Regions from separate parts of the Gossypium hirsutum genome. Here all the other regions are linked to region 4. A link is a contact called in public Hi-C data. All regions are on one chromosome and are shown on one strand. Each heading gives the region's core, a stretch centred on a gene start, on an enhancer-like site or on the middle of the called end of the contact. The rest is flanking DNA. Distances are from core to core; before and after follow the strand shown. Region 1 holds the start of LOC107896876 (signaling peptide TAXIMIN 1). Region 2 holds the start of LOC107896879 (phospholipase A1-IIdelta). Region 3 holds the start of LOC107896850 (transcription elongation factor TFIIS). Region 4 holds the start of LOC107895577.

Region 1 (6,603 bases), core at 1,798-4,297, 130 kb before region 4:
TGATAATTGTTGTTTATGTTGATGATATAAATATTATTAGAACTCCTGAAGAGTTTTAAAATACAGTAAATTGTTTAAAGAAAAAAATTGAGATGAATGATCTTAGAAAAACAAATTTCTGTCTTGGCTTACAAATCAAGCATTTAAACGATGGAATTCATGTTCATCAATCAACTTATACGGAAAAGATATTAAAGAAATTTTACACGGATAAAGTACACCCATAAAGTACTCCGATGATTGTATGATCGTTAGATGTGAATAAAGATCAATTTCGCCCTTGCGAAGATGGTGAAGAGTTTCTTGGCTCTGAAGTACCATATTTAAGTGCCACAGGGGCATTGATGTATCTTGCAAACAACACAAGACCTTATATAGCTTTCACTATAAACTTGTTAGCAAGATTCAGTTCTTCTCCAACACATAGACATTGGAATAGAATTTAACATGTTTAGATATCTCAAAGGGACTATTGATATGGGGTTATTTTATTCAAATGATTCGAAATCCCTATTAGTCGGCTATGCTAATGCCGAATACTTATCAAATCCATATAAAGGTAGATATCAAACAGGATATTTATTTACATGTGGGGATACTGCCATATCATGGCGTTCAATAAAGCAAACACTAGCTGCCACTTCTTCAATCATGCAGAAATAATTGCAATGCATGAGACAAGTCGAGAGTTTGTTTGGCTAAGGTTATTGACCCAACATTTCCAGAAGATATGTAATTTGCCTTTACAGGAAAAGATGTCAACTATCTTATATAAAGATAATGCAACATGTATAACTCAATCGAAGGGTGGTTACATTAAAGGTGATAGAACGAAACATATTTCACCAAAATTATTATTCACCCATGATCTTGAGAAAAGAGGTGATATAAATGTTTAACAAATTCGTTCTAGTGATAATTTAGTAGATCTTTTTACTAAGGCATTGCCAACTTCAACATTTGAAAGACTACTACAAAAGATTGGAGTGCGTCGACTGAAAGATGTAAAGTAATGTTGCCATAAGGGAGAGTCTAAAAATAAGTTGTACTCTTTTCCTTTAACCAATATTTTGTCCCATTGGGTTTTTCTGATAAAGGTTTTTAACGAGGCAGCTTGTAATAGAAGATTGTGTACTCTTTTTCCTTTATTAGGTTTTTTTATCCCATAAGATTTTTCCTAATAAGGTTTTAATGAGGCACATTATCTATCAACGAGCATCCAAAGGGAAGTGTTATGAATATCTTATTAAGTGGATGTCCATTATGATAAATATAAAGTTTTGATGTACTTTAAATTCTAATAGTTATTAAAATCAGATCTCTACTTCTTTTATACTTCTTATGCCTATAAATAAATACTCTGATAAAGCATTGTAAATCATCTATTTGATTAATAAAGTACATTCTCTATTACTCTCATATTTTCTTTGTTCTTTATTCTCCCCGTTTCTCTTTATTTTATAACATAATGTTATTAAAAATCATTTGAATTTTTATAATTATAAAACTTTTATGTCCAAATTTAGATGCATTATTGGTTTTTTTTATTTTTATTTTTTTATGATTTAGCTTAAAATTGTTTGTTATTATCTTTAAAAGTTTTATAATTTTATCTCAAATACTTAACTTAAAATTCTCAATTTCTTATTTAAATATATATAATTATTCACTATAAAAAATTGAATTAAAAGTAATTATATAAACACCTAGAATAAATAATAATTTTTTTTGAGTTTTTACACATTTGAACATATATATTTAGAATTTTTAATAATTTTTATAATTTAATTTTTTTAAAGTTTTGCACTCATCTAAAATGAATTTGACAACTGTTTGTCTAGATTTATTACATATACACATTTTATCATTTTTTAATAAAATAAAATTTTTGAATTTTATTTTTAAAATTTTTGATGACGTGACACTTCTAGCTACTTTTGTCAGCCACGTCAATACGATTAATAGTACTTATTGACTATATAAAATTAAATTAAAAGTAATTATATAAACACTAAGAATAAATATAAATTGATTTTTGAGTTTTTACACATCTACAAATTTCCACAAATATTTTTGAATTTTTTATAATTATCAATATTTTTTTATGTTACACGTTCAAAATGAATTTAAACAATTTTTTATCCAAATTCATTTCATATGTACATTTTATTATGTTTTTAATAAAATATTTTTTTATTTTTATTTTTATTTTTTTAATTGTTGTTGACATGGCATTTCTAATTAGTTTTGTTAATCACATCAATATGATTAATAGTTAAACCAATAAGCTAACAATTTCTGTTACTCAAAGAAGTTACTTAGTTTTTTTTAATCATTAACTTTTTTCTAATTTAATATGTATACTTAATATATCCAACCATACTTTAAAATTTGTATGTCTATATTATACACCATTTCTCTACTCATTTTCCAATTTTTACAAAACAGTTCCTCGAGATTCTGCAGTTTTTACAAATCAATCCCTAATATTTAAATTTTACAGTTTTTTATATTTTAGTCCCTGAATTTAGAATCTTACATTTTATACAATTTAGTCATTGAAATTTAAATATTATAGTTTTAGAGTTTAGTCCCTAACCTATGAATTTTACTGTTTTTACCAGTTATTGTTTCAACATGAATCAAAATTTCTTGTTGGGTCTGGATTGGGTTTGGGCCTGACTTGCTCTGTAATTCTCCTTATGGAAGATGTGTATGCTTTTCATTTTTATGAACAAAAAAGGTCAGAATTGGAGAAGGGGTAGGCAAAAAAGGGCAGCTAAGACTGGGATTGTCAGGGCAATTAAGGAAGATGATGATGGGCTGGGATGTATGTTTGGGTAATGGAATTAAAACAAACCTGGTTGCTTGGAATACCCATTTCCGCGGTTTATCCGGATAGATGGAAGTTGGGTGCTATGGCGCTGTTCATTTTGGTATCTGAAAAAGAAGAAAGTGATGATTTGAAAGTTTTTGTCCACCTGTCATATATATGAATAATTTAAGAGATAAGATCTATACATAACGTGTTAACTACTGTATCGCCAATAATATTTCTATCCAAAAAAGCAAAGTCAATATCACACACAAACACCTATTTCATCTTATACCATTTTCTGTGTCGCCTTTACTTACACACCGGGCCAAAAAGTAAAACATTTTGTAAAGCAAAAAAATTAAAAACATGTGTTGTGATGGAGATTGCAGGCCACTGGGCTTCCTCCTTGGCCTTCCCTTTGCTTTTCTTTCTCTCATCATCTCTATTGTTGGCGTTGTTGTTTGGATCGTGGGGTAGTCCTTTCCATTCCTCCACTTTCTTCTGCTGTTTGCGAATTGGGATCTGGGTTTTAATTTCTTCTAATTTTCTACCTCAATCAACTTATCAGCACTTGGGGTTTTTGCTTGCAGGTTGTTGTTGACACTGATCTGTCCTTGTTGTTTGAGCGTGACGGTGCTAGTAGAGATGGCGCTGGAGTTGGTCAAAGCTCCAATTCATGTCATGGAATGGTTCACTGAACAAATCCCTTGTTAATTCCACACTCACTGCTTTGTTCTGCTTTTTTTTTCTCTTTTGGGGGTACAATTTATTGGTAGCATACATGTTTTTCTGGATCTCTTGATTATATGTTCTTGATGTAGACATGGGATTTATGAGGATTCCCAATTAATATTCTTGTGGTTTGGATTTTGTTTATTGTTGATATTATTCATTGTCATTGGTTATGATAAAATAAGTTATGTCCAATATATGCTGATCAAAAGTGCATTCGTTCTGGCAATTCAAATCCTTAACCAGACCACCAGGGGGAATTCTGTAGAACCTTTTATTACTTATTCGCTGTTGATTCTTGCAAAAAAATAAAACACAAAAGGTTGAATGGTAAAACTGTTTTCTGGGAATTTGGTGTTTCCAGTTAAGTTACTTGTTTTAATGCGCTGCATTCAGGACTAAGAGTGATAATGACAACGTCAAATCCAGACGAATGTTAGTGCTCACTTCTCTGTTCCACTTATCAGTAAATGGATATAGACTAATCTGATCAAATTTTAATCCTCTTTGTTGAAAATAAACAATTTGAGTAGAAATCAATCCTCAATGTTAACTAATATAAAAATAATTAATTACAAAAATGTATCAAACAAAAATTACTTATAAAAATAGGTCGAAATCTACAATCGCCGGTACATCTAATCTCTACCACTTATTACATAATCATGTTGTGGGAAAAAAATAATTTTCAAGTGTTAAGCAAGTATAAATTTTCAAAAATAACTGTATTTTCTTGTTTACACAGCACAAATGATATAGAAGGAAAAAATATTTTTTCAATATGGGGTAACTTGATATATTGGCAACGCCAGTATTAATTTTTTTTTAAAAGGTGGCTGACAAAAAAAAATGTAAGGTGGTGTGGCCAAGTGGTCAAGCAGCACCGATTTGAATTAAAAAAGAAATTTAATGGGTGCTGATTGACACATTGGTGGTATCGATAAATTTTTTTTATTAAAAAAAGTGGCTGACAAAAAAGAAAAGAACTGATATTTTTATGGGTATCGTGTGTCAATGTGGCAGCACTAATATTCTATTTAAACCACTCTCTCACAAAAAATTCAAATTCTAGATTGTTTATGGTTTCGAACAAATAAAACAAGAGAGGAAAAAGAGTTGTTAGAAATTAAAATTTAAAATCAACAATATTTGTTTTTCATTTGAGAATTCAAGGTTTTCTTTTTTACCTCATAAATCAAATTTAGATTGATTAGGTTAGTGTGTAATTATTTTTATGGTTTTTTTAAATTTATTTTACTATTATGTATGATTATGTGACTATATATGAGATGCAAGATATATTGTTTGATAAAAAAAATTGTTACTTTAAAATAGTATGAATTGTTTTAATATGATCTAATATTTTTTTCGTTATTTATTTATTTTACAGGTTTAGTATCGAAGATGAATAATCAATTCTTCGTATACTTCCATTTCGATGGGGTAATTTTGCAAACAGCGGTTGATTTTATATTTGAGTCGCACTATCAAATAGGAATGAGATTTAACAGAAGTGTAAAGTTCGACGAAATGAAACAAAAGATTAGTGTGAAAATTACTCAATGTTATGGGAGGAGAATGCCCAGACTATTCTACAAATTCTCAATTTTTTCAAATTCGTGAAAGCATAAGGAGATGGAACTTGTAGAGGATGATGATGTGAAGACTATGATTGCGCTGTATTGCTTGCCTAGGAACATTGAACCAATTGAGTTGTTCATCGAGTTAGCATATGTTTAGCCCGTTCAAAATGTCACTCCATTAAATCAACAATATGAAGTTGATGACCTGTCCATAGAGGTTCTGAAAGTCTCTGTTGATAGGCGATCTTCTGTACACAAGTTTGACTTTGGTATGAATGTTGGGTGGGTATAACTGTAAGATTATGGAGTGACATTGACATAGGAAGGCAATCCAAATAATGCTCCGATTGTGTATAACAACCTTAATCCGGGTCCCCGTTTAACTGATAAATCCATTGGTGATTGGTATCAATGCTGATGGTGAGGAAGGACTCGATAATGATGGTAGTTTTGATAATCAAAGTGAATATTTTAGTTGCAACAACCTAATTTTCAGTGGTGTCGAAAAAGGCTGTTTCAAAACTTTATTTTTGTAAACCAAGTCTATAAATATTTAATATAGATATTTATGGAGTTGGTATAAATGAATATTAAAGCTTAGTCCTTTAATTTTGTCTATTAGTTGTTTAATTAACGTACAAGTTCTATATTGTAAAAATCTTATTGCTAAATTTTTAAATAGCTAAAGGTTCCAAATAGTAAATAAACCATTTTGTTTCATCAAATAGTGGAGAATGTTCTAATTTTGATTAATGTTAATTAATTAAAGATTAATTAAATTAGTTAGTGATTAAAGATTTAATTAAAATATAAAAGGCTTAAGTTAGTAGTTTTTCTTCATCTTCTCCACTCTTCTCCCCCATGTTGTATGTTTAAGAAAGGAAACCCCCTTTTTAGCTTCAAGTATTCAGTCCTTCTATTGGTGAGATTTCTAAATTGTTTTCTTGTAATTTTTATATTTTTAAAGTTATTAGAGCTTAATTTAGTTAGCCTATGTACCAATTTGTAAAATTGTTAAAGGTTTGAAAGTTGTAATTGATGATTTCTTGAAGAAATTGATGTTAAATTGATAGATTTTAAGCTTAGATCATAAAAAAAGACTAAATTGTAATGTTTGGTTGTTAGTTTTGTTCATAAGGACTAAAGTGAATAAAATGTAAAATTTATGTGAAATTTTGGTAATAAAAGAGACAGAGGGTCCCTAAAGTATTTAAATGAGATCAGTTTTAAAATTGAGGCTTAAAATTGCAAGATATAGTTATTTCTATTTTTGGGACCAAATTGAATCAAATGAAAAACTTAAGGGACATTCGTAAAATGAAATTTTATAGATTCATACATATCAGGGAATAACATGAAAATGGTTCGTATTGATAAATGATCTAAAATAGTTGTTTAGATCAAGAATTGGATCAAACTAGAGATAATCAAGGAAAAGTCAAAATTATCGATTAGTCATTGAGGATTCAA
Region 2 (6,043 bases), core at 2,995-5,494, 200 kb before region 4:
TGGCCTTATACGAGATCTCATCAACCCAAATGTCGTGATATTTGTACCTTAAGTATTCCTAAGGTTCAACAGGCTTTATCACCTTAATTCTTTATCAGACGATATCAATAATACTCACAAAGATAAATATACAATTCATGCAACATTAAATGTTAAATACATAATAGGATGCTATACCAATTACACATAAACTTACCTCGGTACAAAATATGGACAACTAATTCGATTTAGTCCAAGATCTTACTCTTTCCCCGGTCTAGACCTGGGCTCCGTTTTTCTTGAACTATAATAGAAAATTTCACTTGCTTAATTACCACATTATTCAAAACAGCCCATAAATCATTTTTTGGCAAAATTATAGTTTTACCCTTAAACTTTCACATAATTACAAGTTAGCCCCTAGACTCATAAAATGAAATACGGCCAATTTCTTTGTTACCCAAGCATAGCCGATTCATATTCCCTCTTATAAAATCCCACATTTTTCATCAAATCACATTTTAACACCTATTTTTACATGTTTTACAAACAAGTCCTTTTAGGTGTTTTCACGAAAATTGCTTAGAAAAAGATGTTCATATACCACCAAACTTCCATATTCCTCCATTAATGATTGAAATACATGCATGATACACATGGGTAAATTTTTGAACATAAACCCTATCTCAAAATAATGGTAGAAATAGCTATATTATGCTTCAAGGATCTCAAAAAAATCAAAAACATAAAAAACTATCACCAAAATGACTTACATGTAGAGGGTTTATTGTGCTGAAAATTTCAAGCTTCCATGGGGTTTTTCTCCTTAAAATTTTGGTGGAAAAAGATGGAGAAGAAGATGACCATTTGATTTTTTTATTAGTTTTTACTTTTGTCATCAAATACCAACCCATACCCAACTTTTGACTTTTCATTTATTACACTTCATGTACAGCCATACACATATATAATGGCCTAATTACTCATTAAGGACCTCAAATTTTCAGTTCTATAGCTATGTAACACCTTTAGCTAATGGAACAGAACTTTCGCATTTTACGCGATTTGGTCCTTTTTCACAAATTAAGCATTCAAACGGTAAAATTTCTTAACAAAACTTTTACACAATCATATTATCATACCGTAGAACTCAAAAGGATATTAAAATAATTTTTTATGACCTCAGATTTGTGGTCCTGAAACTACTATTCCGACTAGGCCTAAAATCAGGATGTTACATTTTGCTAATGTGATGCGACCCCTTCGGGATACTAAATTCGTACTTATGGTGATTCTCGAGTGAACCGCAACATAATTTTAAGTTCTTCATCTCCTGATGAGTCATAGAACATGGATAACTAAGGCTGACAGTAGGTTCGTCACTTCCTCTCTCGAACCTCCTAGCAGTAGATCAGTCAAACTTTGTAAACATCATATTCTGACTCTCTACTACCTCTCTTAGAGGAGCATGACCAATATGACCACCACCTCTTCCCTAAGTTTTGCTAGATTTTTTTCTTCCCTAGCTATTTTGTAGCAATTATTTTGACAAAATGGTGAAAATAACTCTGATAACAACAAAAATAAGAATTGCCAAGTGAATCAAAATGAAAGAACTCCAAAAATGCATAAATCATTCAAAAAAAGACTAGTGAAATAACAATTACAGAAATTTCAAAAAGAAAATGAGGCAAAGTAATATCAGAGAAGAAAACCCAAAGAATATATATAGTTATCTCTTAAAATGTATCGTTTCGAAAACAAAATGACATCCAATAGCAATTTACCACCTGCCAAAAGATTGTTGTTCATCATTATCACGACTCCCCAAAAACATAATCCTCAAAATAAATTTATGGTAGAATCTCAAATGTTTTGATATAATGTTTCATCATAGAATAAAGTCACTATCTGGAACAACCTGGAAAAGAGGAATTTACTAGATCAAAGTGTCTCGAGGAAGGCCACTTTATAACCCTCCTCTTGATTTTGAGTGGGGATATTGTTATACCCCTATCCACATTAAGATATGGCAAGCGAATAAGATATCTAAATAGTAAGTCTACCACTAGTGGCAAGTTGGAAGATCACTTACAAGCTCACCCTTTCGGAATAACTATTTGAGCAATGGATGTCCTAATTGTCATTAGGAACATGAAGCCATTGGTCACCTAACATCACATGGGCCCAACTGCTTTATCCTAGCAAAATCAGAATGAACGATAAAATTTTTTCTGTTACAGACATCCTCATCCCATCAAAGATATCCCTCCCACGCATTTCGTAATGAAGGTTAGATGAAAGTCCAACACGTTAGCACCATCTTATACGAGACCCCTACCTTTAAATTGCTAGAGTATGCCCAAAGAGCAATCATAAGATGATTGTAATCATATACTTGTTTTACCTTATTTGTTAATATAAGGCATTGTCATTGTTATTTCAGTTTCTTTTTCTATGTGTATAGATAAACTGATTAATAATAAAGTCTTGAGAATAATATGATTATTCTTAAAAGGTTCTTAGTCAAGTATTATTGTAGGCTTGGACAATGATAATGCATTGAGGCTAATGTGTAGTTGATTGATGACAAAGTATTGTCATTGACAAAGGGATGTCAAAATTGATACATGAGTATGTGTTAGAGAACAACATACTGGAATGACCCGCTATGATTATGTTTCTTGGATTATTATTTAATAGTCACAACATTACTCATAGTGATAACTATATATATAATCCTCAGACTTGAGATTATCATTGTCTCATCATCTTGAGTCGTATATTTTGACACACTCAAATGTCTACCATAACAGGTTATACTATAAAAACTGATGTTGGGTATACCACAATCTATGTAGTGGGATATGCTTGATCAAGATAGGATTTGTTCCTCCTACATAATGGAAGCAATATCTTAAGCCTCTTGATGGAGTGAGATTAGAAATGCATGGTCAGGCTCAAATAAGTTGATATGAGATATCACACTTATTTGTTTATTGTAGCCTACTCAGAATATCAAGAAATATGATTTTGGACTATACAAGTATAACTATTCCATGACTTGTGTCCAATCTAGATATTAAGGATAAAAGGATATAATACATGAAAAATTATCACAGAGAGGTTATGTCGAATTTCGACTTCTTATACTTTGGGTAGCAATAATGCATTGCTAGTGCCACTCATTGTTTGTAATATTAGAAACGTTCTAGTATTACTACTAGCGTTACAAGAGCCTCAATGTCACACCCTATAGTAGAAACGAACAGAATCTAAATACATTTGATATTGTATTTAGTTGTCACATGAATTGAATTAATTATTGAATTAAATTAATTTGATAGTTAAATATTGAACATGTTATATGTACAAACTTATTGTACACAAATAGAGAATATAGATAAAATTAATATATGAATTTGATTCATATAAAATATTAATTGTATATAGTTTACTAAAATTATTAATATAAAAATTATAATAATTAATTTCTGTCAAAATATAAAAAAGACATGAAAATGGATATTCTTTAGGAAAGAATATATATATTTTTCTGAATTTCCATTTATTTCTCTAATAATAAGGGAATAATCTTTTTTTTTCCTGATTTATGATATCAAAGAAAATAAAAGGAATTTAATCCCTTAGTATGTTAGGGTTAAAAAAAAAAACAAATCAAAAGGTCTAGCAGCCATTATTAAAAATTCTCTTTGAAAAGTTAAGAGAGTTTTTGTTGTTCGTTCTTTGACTGGATGGATTACATAGAGGCCGAGACGTTATTATTACTAGTAGTTGCTTTTTTTAGTTTCAAAAGGTATAATTTCGATCATTATTTCAACCCAATTCATTCCTTGTACATTGATCCATGGCTGATGATCGTCGGAATTTTTTTCCATTGCGCCATACCGACAATCCAACATAAATACCTTAAAGTACAACGAAGAATTGATTGACTCTTCAAGAATACTAAGTCTACACCCTTTCAAGACTCTTTTAACCATAAAGCTTTATGCTATTTTTATTATCACTCTTCATAACCTTTGTCTCTCCGCTCCGATTGAGTGAAACAACCTCCTCAAGAGTCACTCACTCCTTTAAACTCCTCCCTTGTTGTACACAATATCAACGATCATTTATTAATGTATATTTAATTATAAATTTAAACTTTTTGAATTTTGGATAAAATTTATCTTGGGCTCATACTTGAATTGTTATAAAGCTTGCATTATTAAGAGTTCGTGCTAAGATTGGCCTTGAGATGGAATAATTTTGAGCTCGAGTTTAGATTTTTTTTTCTTTTTTATTTATATTCTAGAATTCAAACATCGGGCTCCAATCGTTGAGCACGGAATAAACGTGCTTTCTAGGTCTGATTTGTCCTGCTCTGTTTTGGCAGCGATAATAGTGGGTCATGGGAGCGCCATATTGTCATCCGGAATATGGCTTTTCTATCTCATAAAATAGTACCTATCTTTCCCCTTCCGATCAAAAGATAAAACGACCAGGGCCACAGAATTCCTTTCTTGGTAGCCTATCCATCGGTGGCAGTCAGCTGCTCATGGCCGCAAATCAAGAAGCAGAACCGTCATGGCAGGAACTGCTTGGTAGCAAAAACTGGGACTCGCTGCTGGATCCTCTTCACTTCTCACTTCGCAAACTCATCCTCCGCTGCGGTGACTTCTGCCAGGCCACATATGACGCCTTCAACAACGACCAAAATTCCAAGTTCTGCGGTTCAAGCCGCTATGGCAAGTCCTCTTTCTTCGACAAAGTAATGCTGGAATCTGCCTCCGATTACAAAGTAGAATCGTTTCTCTATGCCACTGCTCACGTCACTCTCCCTCAAGCCTTTTTGCTCCACTCCAGGTCAAGGGAGTCCTGGGACCGCGAAACAAACTGGATTGGCTACATCGCCACGACGTCCGATGAAACATCGAAAGCTCTGGGTCGCCGCGATATCTACGTAGTGTGGCGAGGAACTACCAGAGACTACGAGTGGGTTAATGTTCTTGACGCAAAGCTTGAGCCCATAGAGCCCCTTTTGCGAGTCGACGGAAGTAGCAACAAGGAAATGGGTGATAGTAGCAGTGACAGTGACAGTGACAGTGATAATGAAAATGAGAAGCCGAAAGTGATGCTTGGTTGGCTGACGATTTACATTTCTGATGATCCCAAATCGCCTTTTACAAAATTAAGTGCAAGGGGGCAACTTTTGGATAAGATAAAAGAGTTGAAAGAGAGATATAAAAATGAAAATCTAAGCATAGTGTTCACTGGGCATAGTTTGGGGGCTAGTTTAGCGGTTTTAAGTGCTTTTGATGTAGTTGAGAATGGTTTAGTGGACAATATTCCTGTGGCAGCTTTTGCTTTCGGTTGTCCACAAGTGGGGAATAAGGCCTTTAATGACAGGATGAAAAGGTATCCAAATCTTACAGTTCTGCATACAAAGAACATAATTGATGTCATTCCTCACTACCCTAGCGTGTTGTTGGGGTACGTTTATACGGGGACTGAACTGGTAATCGATACCAGGAAGTCTCCAAGCTTGAAGGACTCAAAGAATCCCAGTGATTGGCATAATTTACAGGCAATATTGCACATTGTAGCAGGGTGGAATGGACAGGAAGGAGAGTTTGAGCTGAAAGTGAAGAGAAGTTTGGCTTTGGTGAACAAGTCTTGTGCGTTTCTAAAAGATGAGTGCTTGGTGCCGGGTTCATGGTGGGTGGAGAAGAACAAAGGGCTTGTGAGAAATGAAGATGGGGAGTGGGTAATGGTTCCAGCAACCGATGAAGACTTGCCTACACCTGAAGCTTAAATGCATTTGGATTACCGTCTTTGGCTAGTAATACCTTTATTTGGTCTATTTTTCTTCCTTTCGTTATGTTCTATTTTGTTAACTTTGCATGTTACTTGTATGTCTTGGTCTACTCGAAGGAGATTAGGGATGGTGATTGCTGCAAATACATGAGATCAAGTGCTATCATCCAGTATAAAATGTATCTGTCTGATGCTAAATTTAGTAATCTGTCGAATAAGTTGCTGCTTTTTTTTTGGGGGTATA
Region 3 (6,589 bases), core at 2,653-5,152, 190 kb after region 4:
ATGTTGATTCTGTTGGGCTAATTTCTTGTTTTGGTAGCAACAGATCGCAAGGAATGAGACTCTTATCTTACGGAATCATAATCACAAAGTTCGGAGTGTAGGGGTAAGTGATGGTTTGTGAATTGAACTATTGTCGGCTTCATGATTTAGATTAATCATGTATTAGGTTTGATTCTGAGCATTGATATGCTGATGTTTAGGTTCTGGAGTGCTTGGGGATCATTTTAGCATCAATCGATATCAGGTGTGTACCCGAAACACTAAGAACGAGTCTCGATAAAAAGCTGAAAAGCCTACTGTCGATGTCACACGGACGTGTGGCAGCCCCTGTGACAGGTCGCGTGACTGAACACGGGCGTGTGAATGATGAGCCAGGTCGTGTGCAAATTACACGACCGTGTGATGGACGTAAAGGCCATGTGTGAGACACGGGCTAGATCAATTGGGCCATTTGGGCCATACGGGTGATCCACACGGACGTGTGAGATTTTAGGCCAAGCTGTGTAATCCACACAGCAAAGGCCATTTTCGGCCGTGTTGGCCACACAGGCAGGCCACATGGGCGTGTGAACTCATTTTTCTGAAATAGTTCTATAAGATTGCACGGGTCGCCCAAGTCGACTGTGACCTACTGTAGGGTCGGTATGCATTATCTTGACCCCTAAACGTGTGATCTAGTGTATGATATCTGTACTAAGTCTGATAATACTGAACTAATTGTGTGAATGATTATTGCATATTAGCATGCCATTCATTGTACGTTGCATTGCATCGGAGTGGGTCGATGATTTATTGAAGGAAGTGTCTGAAAGGCTCTTAAGCATGTTATCTGGTAGCTCAGCTGTAAATATGAATTTATGTACCGCGTTTCGGTACAACATGGTGTGTAAAGATGGGTGGGTAGATTTTTTTCCCACATGGTGTATAGGCTTGGATGGAGATGGTGTGTAGAGGCTGGTGGGTAGGATTCTGATATTCCGTTCTGCTTCTATATTTTATTGGGCTAAAGCCCTAATTTATATCTGATTCTGCATCTGAATGGGCTAAGACTCGAACTGATTCTGTAATAGGCTTCGGCCCCAAACTGTTTATTTCTGACTTCTGGTGATTATTCTGAATGTTTTCTGTGGAGGTTACACACTGAATTTGCGAAAACTCACCCTTTTTTATTTAATCTGTACAGGTAATCCTCAGTCATGACGAATCGGTATAGCGGAGGACTCGATGGTGGCCACACGTAAAATTTTAGGCTGACTTTCCATTTACTTCTAGTTTTTAATACTTATATGGAGTTTTTGATGTAATTCTGGACTTGGACTATTTGGTTTTAATTCGGGACTTTATAGAATTTTATGATTATTTAAATTACAACTCATCAAAACTCGATTTTCCTAAAAACTAAGCTTTTCGTAAATAAAAACGGTTTTTCCTAAAATAGAATGTTTCTAAAGCTTCCGCGAAAAAGAGTTACGTTTTAATCACAACAAAGACCATATATTTCTACTCCGTGATAAAATAAAGATTAAGTAACTGGAACGGTTTTAACTCATCAAATCTGACTTCAAACTCCATAACATGTGACGTCACCTGATTCAGCCATAACGTCTGGGCCAGGTTTGGGGTGTGACACCTTCAAACTTTACCGGTAAGTTTTCTGTTACTGATGCCTAATAATCCCGAATTTCATTCTTACACGATCCCTTTAGACACCAGCCTGCATCAAATCTAAATTCCATTTTTCCTTTCCCATGCCTTGTGTTACTTCGGCCTCTCGTATCCATCAAAACCAGGCAATAGGTAGAAAAAGAATGGCTCAAATGTGCAATAGAAAATTCTAGAAACTTACTCCACCACGACGAGTTTGCAACCTCCTATCAAGTTTTTCTCGAATATTGTTTGTAGCAAATTACCCTCTCTCCCAAGTGAATCATCTCCTTGTAAAACCCAAATCACTAAGATCGTAATCAAGTAAAGCAGTACGAAAAGCTTCCATATTTTTCTCTGCATAGATACAATCACCCTTCTTCTTTAAAAAGAAAGCAATCTCATTGAAATCCCCAACAACTAACCACATAAGAGTTTAATCTTAACCCAACTGACGAAAAAGCTCCTAAGTGTTACTGAATCTTTCATCTAGATGCCTATAAAAACCGGTAAAGTACCACATCAAACTATCTTGTTCTTCATAAACTACTACATCTATATGGTGCTGCGAATAACTCTGTAAAATGACCATATCATGTTGCCTCCAACCTAATGAGAAACCGCCTTTAGATCCCTCAGCTCCTACATCGATACCATTTGGAAAACCACAATTCATCCTAACACTTTTCATCCTTCTTGCATTGATTTTGTGTTCCATCAAAAACAAAAGTTGGGACAAATTTCTCTCAGTTTATTCCTGAAACAATGAATTGCCCGTGGCTTCCCCAACTCATGGACATTCCAATTAAAAGTTTTCATTGTGGCCAACTACCCTACCTAGCAGAGCCAGCTGATGCCTCTTCATTGTCGTTTGGCACTCGGTTTCTCTTAGAAGAAAAACTTTGGATGTGCTTCACAACGTCTGTTGTTTTTTCTTCCCATCTTCTACTTGGATAGGACTAGTTTTATCTGATCATATCTCCAAAGCCCAGCAACAGATGGCTCAAAACCACTAGGCCCAAATCCCTTTGTAGTAATGCCATAGATTCCCAACAACATCCCTTCATTAGTGGAGCCTGATTGATTATGATTGAGATTAGGATAAAGATTCCTTAGAAAATCTCCAAAATTGCACAAGATAAGTTCTATTTCCTTATCCAGACTTTGACTTCTCGTTCCATCTAATTTGCACAACCAACGGCTAACTCCCATCGAACCCCTTCTTGTTGGAGCTCGCAAAGTAATATCCCATCTGAAAAAAATCTATGATGAATCCACCCTTACCTTCACCAGATAGAAACTTTCATCATGACCAAGTTTTCCACAGATGAAACAAAATAAGCTATGTTTTTCATATTAAAACCTAGCATAAAACACTCAGTCACCCAACATAACCTTCTTTTTTTGTTTAAAGGCCAATTGCATATCTAAGCAAACCTTTAGCCTCATGTACCGTTTCATCCCTAGAGAAGGAACCATTGTATCATAGACAAAAAAAATCCCCCAAGAAAGATCCAACACGTCGTGCCATTATTTCTGACATAAGGCTCAGTGACAAGTCATGGATTTGGACCCAAAACTCAACATGGTTGAGAGGTAACGTTAGCGGATCCTCTCTTGTCTGTAACTTGTGCATCATCAATAAATGGTTATTGAAAAACCATGGCATTCCTTCTATAATCCTATTCAGATAAACTTCATAAAAGAACTTAAATAAGTAACGCTTCTCATCTAGATCAGTAATAGCAATGCCCCCAATAAGGTGCCATAAATCAGCCATGGTGTTTCTTAAAGACGAAAAATAGACTACACTATCTGTTAAGCAACTGCCAACCAAACAAAAGTGAAAGTCTTCTTTAGACTCAATCGTTTTCTCCTAAAAAACCTCTTCCTCCTCGTCATCAAGATTCAGATTCGCCATCTTATCCTTCATTGATGCACTATCTCAATTTGAAAAGCTGAGCAAAAACTAAAAAGAAAAAACTAAAAAACCATGTCAAAAAGACAGATGGAAAAACGTGCCAAAGAATCGCGGATGAATTTAACGGTGGTTTAGAAAATATCACTTTCATAAACTTTATTGTTGTTTAATCACTCTATCCATATTTTTAATCTTTTAAATAACAAAAAATATTTACTCTATAAAAATTTCCATTAATTTTATAATTATTTTGGGTATTATATATTTATATTTTTTTCAAATTTAAGATCAGCAGTGATTGAAAATGACTAGTAATTAAATCATCTTAATTGATTACTAATACTAGGAGAGTCTAAAAACAGATGTAACAGCCCAGCAGTGTAGAAGAAAGCCCAAATGATGAGAGACCGTCGGTTCCCTTCAGATCAACGGACGTCTGAGAACGATAATCCGTATTTCAAGAAACCTTCCCCCAAAGTTTCTGCCTTGATGTTGACCCAGTTCTGGTCCAATTAAACTAAACCAGAAAGTCCAAAACACCACTTGTATCCTTGATCTTGTTGGCTTCGGTCTATCTCAAAACATCCTTATAAAATGTGAAGCATAGCTTTTCTTATCTTTCTTTTTTAAGTTTTGAACTGTAGGTTTATTTTGGCGAATGGAGAGGGAGCTGGTGGATTTGTTCGAAGCTGCCAAGAAAGCGGCTGATTTAGCCGCTGCCTCCGACGCCGTTTCCGAGGTTTCCCGATGCGTCGATGCCTTGAAGCAGCTCAGGGCTTTCCCTGTCTCTTACGATATTCTTGTTTCTACTCAGGTATTTTTTTTCTTCTCTTTTCACCCGCATTCCATTAATATAGATTTCTTTATTTATTTGAGATCTCATGAATCAACATTCTTATAGCTGGGCTTTTCTTTGCTTTCATTTTGTGACAGTAGATTAGGAGAGAAATTTAATTCCTTTAACTGCATGGTTGAGAAATTAGCTTTTTCTTTTCTCTTGAAATGGTAGCAAACAAGCAGTGCAGTTTATAATATTTTGATTTCGGCTTTTAGATTGTGGGACAGATGAATGGCGCTGCTTCATTTGCTAAATGTAGGAGCATTTAAGATGTATATGGTTATTCCCAGAGGAAGGTTCCTCTTTTATGGTAGAGAAGTGTAGGGGATAGGGTTCTCTCAATTAGTCAAATATATTTATTTTAATCAAAGATTGGGGAGGTCATAGTGGGAGGATTGATAGTGGAGTATAAAATAACAAATCAAATCAATCCTGGCTTGGTGGGCAAATCACACGCCATCACATTTCGTTTCTTCTCAGTTTTCTCCCTAAGGGCGGAACCTCATGCCCCCAAATTTCCCAAAATTTTTATTATACACTTTAAAATTTTCAAATATTTTAATTAAACTTTCTCAAATTTTTTATAAATTCTAGTTCAATCTTTCAAAAGTTTTAAAAAACTTAATTAGAGGTTCCAAAATTTTTGAAAATTTTCATTCATCTTAAAAAAAAAAATTTAATTAAACCCCTAAAATTTATAAAAATTCTTATTAAGCCCCTAAATTTTTTTTTTGAAAAATTTAGGTAGGCCCTCAAACTTAATGGCACGTTCTGCCACAAGTAAGTTAGCAGAATGTTTCTTTCCTTTATTCTCCATCCACCTTTTTAGCATCCTATTTTGTTAACTATTGAGCCTGTTACAAGCTATTCTGTCTTGTAATTTTAGAATTTTAATGAATGAAAAACAGGTTGTTTGATAGCTTTACGATCATGGTTTCGATATAACCTTCTTCTCCATGTGGTTACGTATCTTGTTATGTGTATGTCGTTGAATCTGTAAACTTAAGAAAAATTGATCCCCTATATATATTACAGGTTGGGAAAAGGCTTCGATCTCTCTCTAAGCATCCCAGGGAGAAGATTCAAACTGTGGCTTCTGACTTGCTTGAACTATGGAAAAAGGTTGTTATCGAGGAGACTACCAAAGGTAAGAAAAATGGCACCAGTAGTGCCATTAAGTCGGAGAAACTTCCAAAGCCAAGTGCCGTGAAGTCTGAAAAGCTCTCCAATACAGAAAATGTAAAGGCTGAGAAAGTATCTAAAGATAATTCAGTAAAATCTGTCAAAGTTGAGAAGAGGGAAGCAAATGGAGATGTTGCAATGGCCAAGAAGTCAGATCGGGGAGAGATGGGTAAGGTTGAAAAGATTTGTAAGGATGACAGACAATCACCGAATGTAAAGAAATCATCGCAACCACCTGCTGGTCCACCAAAGCTGACATCAATGGTCAAATGTAACGATCTTGTGCGTGACAAATTTAGGGAGATTCTTGTAGAGGCGTTGTCTAAAGTCCCGAGTGAGGTTGATGGGGACATGCTTGATCAAGTGACTGCTTGCGATCCCATCAGAGTTGCTGTGTCTGTAGAATCTGTGATGTTTGAGAAGATGGGTAAATCAAATGGGGCCCAGAAATTTAAGTACAGATCTATAATGTTCAACATTAAGGATCCAAACAACCCAGATTTAAGGAGGAAGGTTCTTCTCGGAGAAGTGAAACCAGAAAGGCTTATTACAATGACCCCAGAGGAAATGGCAAGTGAACAAAGGCAACGTGAAATTAATGAAATTAAAGAAAAAGCTTTATTTGATTGCGAGCGAGGTGTTGCACCAAAGGCAACGACAGATCAATTTAAGTGCGGTCGTTGTGGTCAACGCAAGACCACTTACTATCAAATGCAGACAAGGAGTGCAGATGAACCTATGACAACCTATGTTACGTGTGTCAACTGCAACAACCATTGGAAATTCTGTTAGTGAAATCCAGAGATGTCGTGTTGACCATCTTGGTTGCTTCACTCTGTTTATGAGGAGTTTGTGGTCATTAACTTTAGAATTCATCTTTCATTCATATTTTTCTGCTATTGGGACTTTGATAGGGATAGCTTTGAGGGATGATTGTGCAAAAACCATAACTCAGCTGTTCCACAACTTGTGTGCTTCCATATCTCCCACTCATCTCGAAAAAC
Region 4 (6,418 bases), core at 3,845-6,344:
CAATAACCTCCTCTGGTAGCCAATCCTGCAAAAAATTAAAGTTCCAATTGCCATCTCCTGTGACCAAGTCACTAAGCAAACAGTCAGTATTAACATTAGCACAGGGAACTAAATAATTAATCAAAGGTCCAACAGTAGGAATCCACTAATCTTTTCAACACCGAATTTTATTACCATCACCGACAGACCATAACAGATTATCATGTAGAAGGTTCCAAACTTTTAAAAGCGACTTCCAAAGGAAAAAGCTTTTTGCCTTTGCTATACTAACTGGAAAGGAATCATTCACCCTATACTTAGACCTGAGAACACGAACCCAGAGAGCTTCGTCATCTGAAACTAATTTATAACCAAGTTTCAGTAGGAAAATGATGTTCTGATCCAGTAATTGTCTCATGCCAAGTCCTCCACACCACTTTGGTTGGCAGATAGAGTACCAACCAACTAACGACGTCTTTTTCTTACCATCCGAGGTTCTCCATATAAAACGCCTTACCAGACATTCAATCTCGTCACAAATCTTCCTAGGAATCATCATGGACTGCATGAAATAACTGGGAATGGCTAGAAGAACTGATTGCGCAAGAGTAGCTCGACCAACAAAAGATGACTGACGAGCATCCCAACTTTGTAACTTCATACGAACTTTCTCGATTACAAAATAAATAGTGCTATTAGTGACTTTTTTATGGAATAGAGGAATTCCGATATAATGACCAATATCATCCACCTTCTGGAAGCCAAGTAAATTACTGAGGAAGTCAGTCATGAGCTCCTCAACTCCTTTGGAAAAGAAGATATTAGTTTTCCTAGAACTAACCTTGTGACCTGAAAACTCGCAAAAGTCATTCAGAATAATTTTTAAAAGCCTTCCATGCTGTTCATCCGCTATGCAAAATATAACAAGATCATCAGCGAAGAAAAGGTGCGAAAAAACCAGCCCAGAATGAGATAAACGTATAGGTTTCCAAACCCCTTTGGACAAAGCTGATCTAATAAAATGCCCTAACCATTCCATACAAAGTACAAAAAGGTAAGGGGATAAGGGACAACCTTGCTTAATTCCTCTAGCAGGTCTAAATTTAGCCATTGGAACACCATTCCACAAAACCTGCATAGTAGAGATAGAAATAGTAGAAATAATAACTTTTCTGAGATAATTAAGGATACTTGTAGCTTGAAGAGACGCATCAATAAAATCCCATCGCACCTGATCATAGGCTTTTTTCCAAATTTATTTTAATCGTCATCTACTTCCTACTCTTGCGCAATGATAATATTATCAGTAATATTACGCCCAGTAATAAAGCCTGCCTATTCCTGTGCAATAATTTTTGGAAAAAAATCTTAAACCGGTCAGCTATTACCTTCATCACCAACTTGTAAAGAACAGAGCAAAGGCTTATGGGGCGAAACTGAGAAAACTCCTTAAGATTCATAACATTGGGAATAAGAACAATCAAGGTATTATTAAGCTCAGGGTCACTATCGCCTTCACTGAAGACTATTTTCACCCAATTACAAACATCCGGGCCTACCGTATCCCACTGCTTCTGAAAGAAAAGAGCATGAAAACCATCACTACCTGGAGCTTTCAAGGGAGCCATGTCAAACATAGCTTTTTTAATCTCTTCAGTGACCACTCTTCCTAAAAAATCAATATCAGTAGAATTAAGTTGAGGGAACCCATTAGGAGGCAAAGATATCATGGGCCCAGAATCTTCCTCATACAATTTTTGGAAAAAAATTGGATGCTTCCAACTCAATGGCTTCAGGATCAAACAACCAATCACTCAGAGAGTTACAAATAGCAGAAATATGATTATTTTTTCGCCGTTGCATAGTACGAGCATGAAAAAACTTAGTATTCCTATCCCCCAAATATAACCAATCACATCTAGCCTTTTGCTTTCAGAGAAGTTCCTCATGATGTAACTCATTTTCTAATTCATGTCTTATCTCCATTTCAATTGGAGCCAAATGATTAGTATCTAATAGATCCATTTTCTTTTGTATGGTCAACAACTTATGGATCAGGTTTCTCTTACGGGTAGTAATATGACCGTAGGTGTTCTTATTCCAATCTTTAATATTTCTAGTGATCTTATCTAAAGAAGCCGACATGTTTCTTTGAAAGTCCCATTGATCTTTCACGAAATTATCAAAATCAGGGTGTTCGGCCCATCCTACTAAAAATCGGAATAGTCTTCCCCTAGGCAAAGCAAGAACCTGGCTTAGATTTAAGAGAAGAGGTCTATGATCAGACTTAATCCTCGGAAGATGAGTAATTAGACTATTTGGAAAATAATTAACCCAAGCCTCATTTCCCAAAGCTCGATCCAATCTTTCAAACAGATTACCCCTATGTTAAGAAAAAAGAGGTCCCCTAAACCCCAAATCATGAAGATTAGCCAAATCCACAAAATCACCAAAATAAGGACATCTCCTTCCATCCGAGAGACCACCTGTTTTCTCATTAGGGGAAAGAATAACATTAAAGTCTCCAATCGCCATCCAAGGAATTTGACCACTAGGAATAGAAGCTCTTAGATCCTGCCAAAGAACTTTTCACTTTTAACGATTTGGGCTCCCATACACAAAGGCAATCCAAATCGAGTTTGAGGAAGAATTAGGCCAAACCCGCGTAAAGATAAATTGAGGGTGATTTTGTATAACTTCAACTCGAACAGAATTTTTCCAACCAATCCAAATTCCCCCAGCATAACCAACAGCTTCCACACGATACGAAAATTGAAAACCCAATTTTGCGATAATTTTAGTAGCTTTGGACCCACTAACTCTAGTTTCCAGTAGGCTAATGATATCTGGTCTGTGTTCTATATTATACTCAAGAAAAATGCAAGGAAATCTAGCATTGGCGCAACCCTGACAGTTCCAAGAAAAAATTGAGAGATTCATAAATAATAAAATTATATAAAAAGAAAAGTACCACTACTATCAAGAATCATTCAAATCACTAGGGTCAAGTTCAACTAGAGCTCCTGTTCTGACTTCTTTCGATAAATCAGAGGAAATAAGCTTTGCCACCTCTTCCATAAAATCCGCTAAAGAAACTCGTGAATTGGTAGAAGCTTTAAAGCGACTCCCTCGTCCCCTTAGAACATTACTATTCTTGTGTCCACCTCTAGCAGCGCCAAATTTCCCATTAAATTTTTGGTCCTGAGTTCCTGCACTACCTGCGCTCATAAACTCAATAGTACGACCTTTAGACTGATCAGGAGAATTAGAAAATTTTTTAAAAATAACAGTAAAATACTTCCCCTTATCTAAAATACTATCGGTCAACTAAACTGCAACCTCAAATGGACCTTCAAAAGCCGGGTTGAAATGTGCCTTGATTTCATCCAGATTTTTAGCTTGCAAATTTGAGTCAACACCATTCACAAAATTATCAATATTCAGCAAAGCATTTTCAATTTTAAAATTAGTACAATTTAAATCAAAATTAAGAGGGACCTGAGAATTATCGGCATTGGGCATCGCATGAAATTGTTGCTGGTAATTTATGGGCCTGGATAGAATCAAAGTAGTATTTTGCTTCCCCACCATCCTATTTTCGTGGTTATCTACAGCCCTCAAATTCAAAGAAGCGCAAGAAGCAAACGGACCATCATTTGTTGGACAAACATATGGACCAAGAACAATTGGGCTTGTCTTAGAGTGTGACCCAACCAAAGATCCATCCGACCCAGCATCATTTTTACTCCTTTTTCCCAGGCTTTTCAGCCTTAAACTGTTCATTTCTTGGCCCGATAGGGCTCCTTTCCCCATGCACACAGTAACAGCATTACCTATCCTTTTTTGGGCTTCGGAATCTATCCCCATGCTTTCCATAGACCCATTATGTGAATTAGGCATGATTTTAAAAATTCCCTTATCCCTAGAATCAGGGATATTCATTTCAATTTCCACTGACTGAGTAATCAAACCCCTATTATATTCATTCGTCCTTCCTTTTTCACCACCGCTCGTCTCACCCTCATTAATAAGGGAATCAAATCTGGAGCGCAATCTTTCTTTTCCAGCTATCTTGCTACCAGATTCTCGCAAATCTCTCAATCTCCGCCGGGATCTATGCTCCACCAGCATCCAAGGTCTGAACGCCGATTCGGTTTCCTTCCCAAGTTCATCATTATTTTTGCTTAACTCACCGTCAGCCACTGGTTCTTCTCCCTCATTACCGAATGTTTCTTTTGACAATGAGCACATCTCCCTCACATGTCCGTATTTTCCACAAGCAAAACAAACCGTTGGTAAGCCTTAGTACTCCACCCTTTGAATATCGCTATTAACACGAATCTAAGAGATAAGAGGTTTGTCCAGATTAATTAACACATCCATCCTGGCAAATCTCCCTCTGGTTCTATTATCAGTCTTGAAATCAAACTTTGCAACCTTACCCATTGTGCTACCAATCACCTCAAGAATCTTCCTCTTATACATAAATCCAGGTAATCCAGGTAGCCTAATCCAAGCCATGACGACACTTGGGTAAGGTTGGAAAGGGGAAAAGTCTTTTGTCCATGGTTGAACTGTCAAATATTGCCCAAAAATTATCCATAGTCCTTGGGTTAGAACCTTTTCATAATCGTTGTTATTCTGAAATTTAGCCAAATAATATCCATTTTCAATATCCATTAATTGAAAAGGTTGTATAGGCTTCCAAAGATTACTAACTCGATTAAACAGAACACCATAGCTAATATTTCGGCCTAATAACTTCAAAACTACTGTCATCTCCATCTCTTTATATAATAATTGTTTGACACGATCAGAAAAGTCAATTGCCGGGAGTCCATTAACGGTGGATCTGATAACATCATCTTCTAACAGAATGAAATCTCCATCACTACCCTCATCAAAACCTGCAATTCCCTGGTCAGCCCCAATAAAACCAGACCCTAATAGTTTGTCCTTCCAAGACACTATCATGCTCGAAGATGGAATAGAGTCCACAGCCATATCAACAGCGACCCTGTCAGATCCATCTTTAAACCTTACTTTCTTGGTATTGCGATCTTCAGACACTCGCGAGTCACCGTCACCTTCGACCACTTTTGGAGAATTCTCCATCGCTGATAACATTGTCTTTTAATTCAATAAAATTGTGTACTGTTACTGTCAAGCACCCTTTGAAGTGCTTTTTTGGCACCTAATTAAAACGGGAAATTTACATATAAGGTCTTTGGAGTTTTTAGATCATTACATTTTAGTCTGGTGACACCAATATGTCAGCGGCACAATTAGAACAATATAGCAAATGCCTTTTTTTGTTACATTTTTCATAATTAATTAATTATTTTTTATATTATTTTGAGTAAAAAACCCTTAAATAACATTAGGTTGTAACTTAGTAAGCAAATGCCTCTAAAATAGTAATAGAATTAACAATAAAATAAAAGTTATACAATATTCAAATAAGAACAACAAAATAGTAGCAAAATAGTAACGAAACAACAACAAAATAGTTAATTTGGCCTGAGCCAAAAAATCTTATCCGATGCCTAATCTATATAGAAAACAGGTCTTATTTTTTGTTCAAATCTATTTTTAGACCGATATTATTGTCCAAATCCTTCTACTTTTCAAACGGATTTTCAAACCTAAACAAGTAAATTGTAATAATACGAGAATAAAATTAGTTTTATATATTATATGGATAATTATTTATTAATTTCAGTTGTGGCTATGCGTAAACTGAAAAGGAATGTAAAAGTGTCCCACCTTTGTATTGTTAGGTCAATTAAGACGGCTAAAACCACTCAAATGTGTATCTGAATTTGCTTTGTTGATTTTTTTTTAGATTGAATGCGATGTATGAAATTTGATTTTATGTAAATCATTCTATATGATATATTTAAATAATAATAAAAAGGTCAGTGGTGTCAAGAAAATTAAAATTATTTTTAACTTTTCATTTTCATAAATTAAAAAAAAATGAAAATTTCATTTTCTAAATTTTCCATATATTTTTATTTTCAAATTTAAATTTTTTTTAAAAAATTTCAAACAAGCCCGGTTGAAGAGAAAATGAAACTGACTTCTCTTTTTTAAGACCAAACAGAGGCTAGTTTTCTCTTCACTCATTGTTTAGTAAAGTTTTATTTTATTTTTTTAAAAATAATCTTTAGGTCCGGATTATATATATATATATTAGACATAATGTCTAAAATTAATTATAACATCTCTCTAACTCATAATTAAGAGTATAATACATTTCAACATACTTAAATTATGTCTTACGATAATTGAGCTGAAACTCAACTTATAAATAATATTTTATTTTGAAATTAAACAAAAATCTAAAAATATAATGTGTAACTTATATATTTCCCTCTTTTGTCAGAATTTGTTTTTCTTAGGCTGATAATCAAACAAAGATGATAATATAAAAATA

The links. Hi-C and Micro-C count contacts between places; a contact is called where the count stands out from the background.
Region 1: a contact with region 4 is called in a Hi-C map of leaf, with 3 times the contacts expected there. The contact joins the promoter of LOC107896876 here to the promoter of LOC107895577 in region 4. A contact is called at or near these places in 8 of 34 Hi-C or Micro-C datasets (anther, callus, hypocotyl and 2 more).
Region 2: a contact with region 4 is called in a Hi-C map of leaf, with 2.8 times the contacts expected there. The contact joins the promoter of LOC107896879 here to the promoter of LOC107895577 in region 4. A contact is called at or near these places in 5 of 34 Hi-C or Micro-C datasets (callus, hypocotyl and leaf).
Region 3: a contact with region 4 is called in a Hi-C map of leaf, with 2.5 times the contacts expected there. The contact joins the promoter of LOC107896850 here to the promoter of LOC107895577 in region 4. A contact is called at or near these places in 3 of 34 Hi-C or Micro-C datasets (callus and leaf).

Annotation. Positions count from the first base shown.
Region 1 is chrA10:88,947,142-88,953,744 of Gossypium_hirsutum_v2.1, reverse strand. It overlaps LOC107896876 (signaling peptide TAXIMIN 1), which reads left to right and starts at 3,047. Exons shown (of 2, transcript XM_016822174.2): 1 at 3,047-3,291; 2 at 3,409-3,745. The coding sequence starts at 3,185. The coding sequence ends at 3,532.
Region 2 is chrA10:89,016,688-89,022,730 of Gossypium_hirsutum_v2.1, reverse strand. It overlaps LOC107896879 (phospholipase A1-IIdelta), which reads left to right and starts at 4,244. Exons shown (of 1, transcript XM_016822176.2): 1 at 4,244-6,043. The coding sequence starts at 4,541. The coding sequence ends at 5,797.
Region 3 is chrA10:88,624,286-88,630,874 of Gossypium_hirsutum_v2.1, reverse strand. It overlaps LOC107896850 (transcription elongation factor TFIIS), which reads left to right and starts at 3,902. Exons shown (of 2, transcript XM_016822146.2): 1 at 3,902-4,379; 2 at 5,439-6,589. The coding sequence starts at 4,224. The coding sequence ends at 6,377.
Region 4 is chrA10:88,815,297-88,821,714 of Gossypium_hirsutum_v2.1, reverse strand. It overlaps LOC107895577, which reads right to left and starts at 5,094. Exons shown (of 1, transcript XM_016820836.1): 1 at 4,321-5,094. The coding sequence starts at 5,094. The coding sequence ends at 4,321.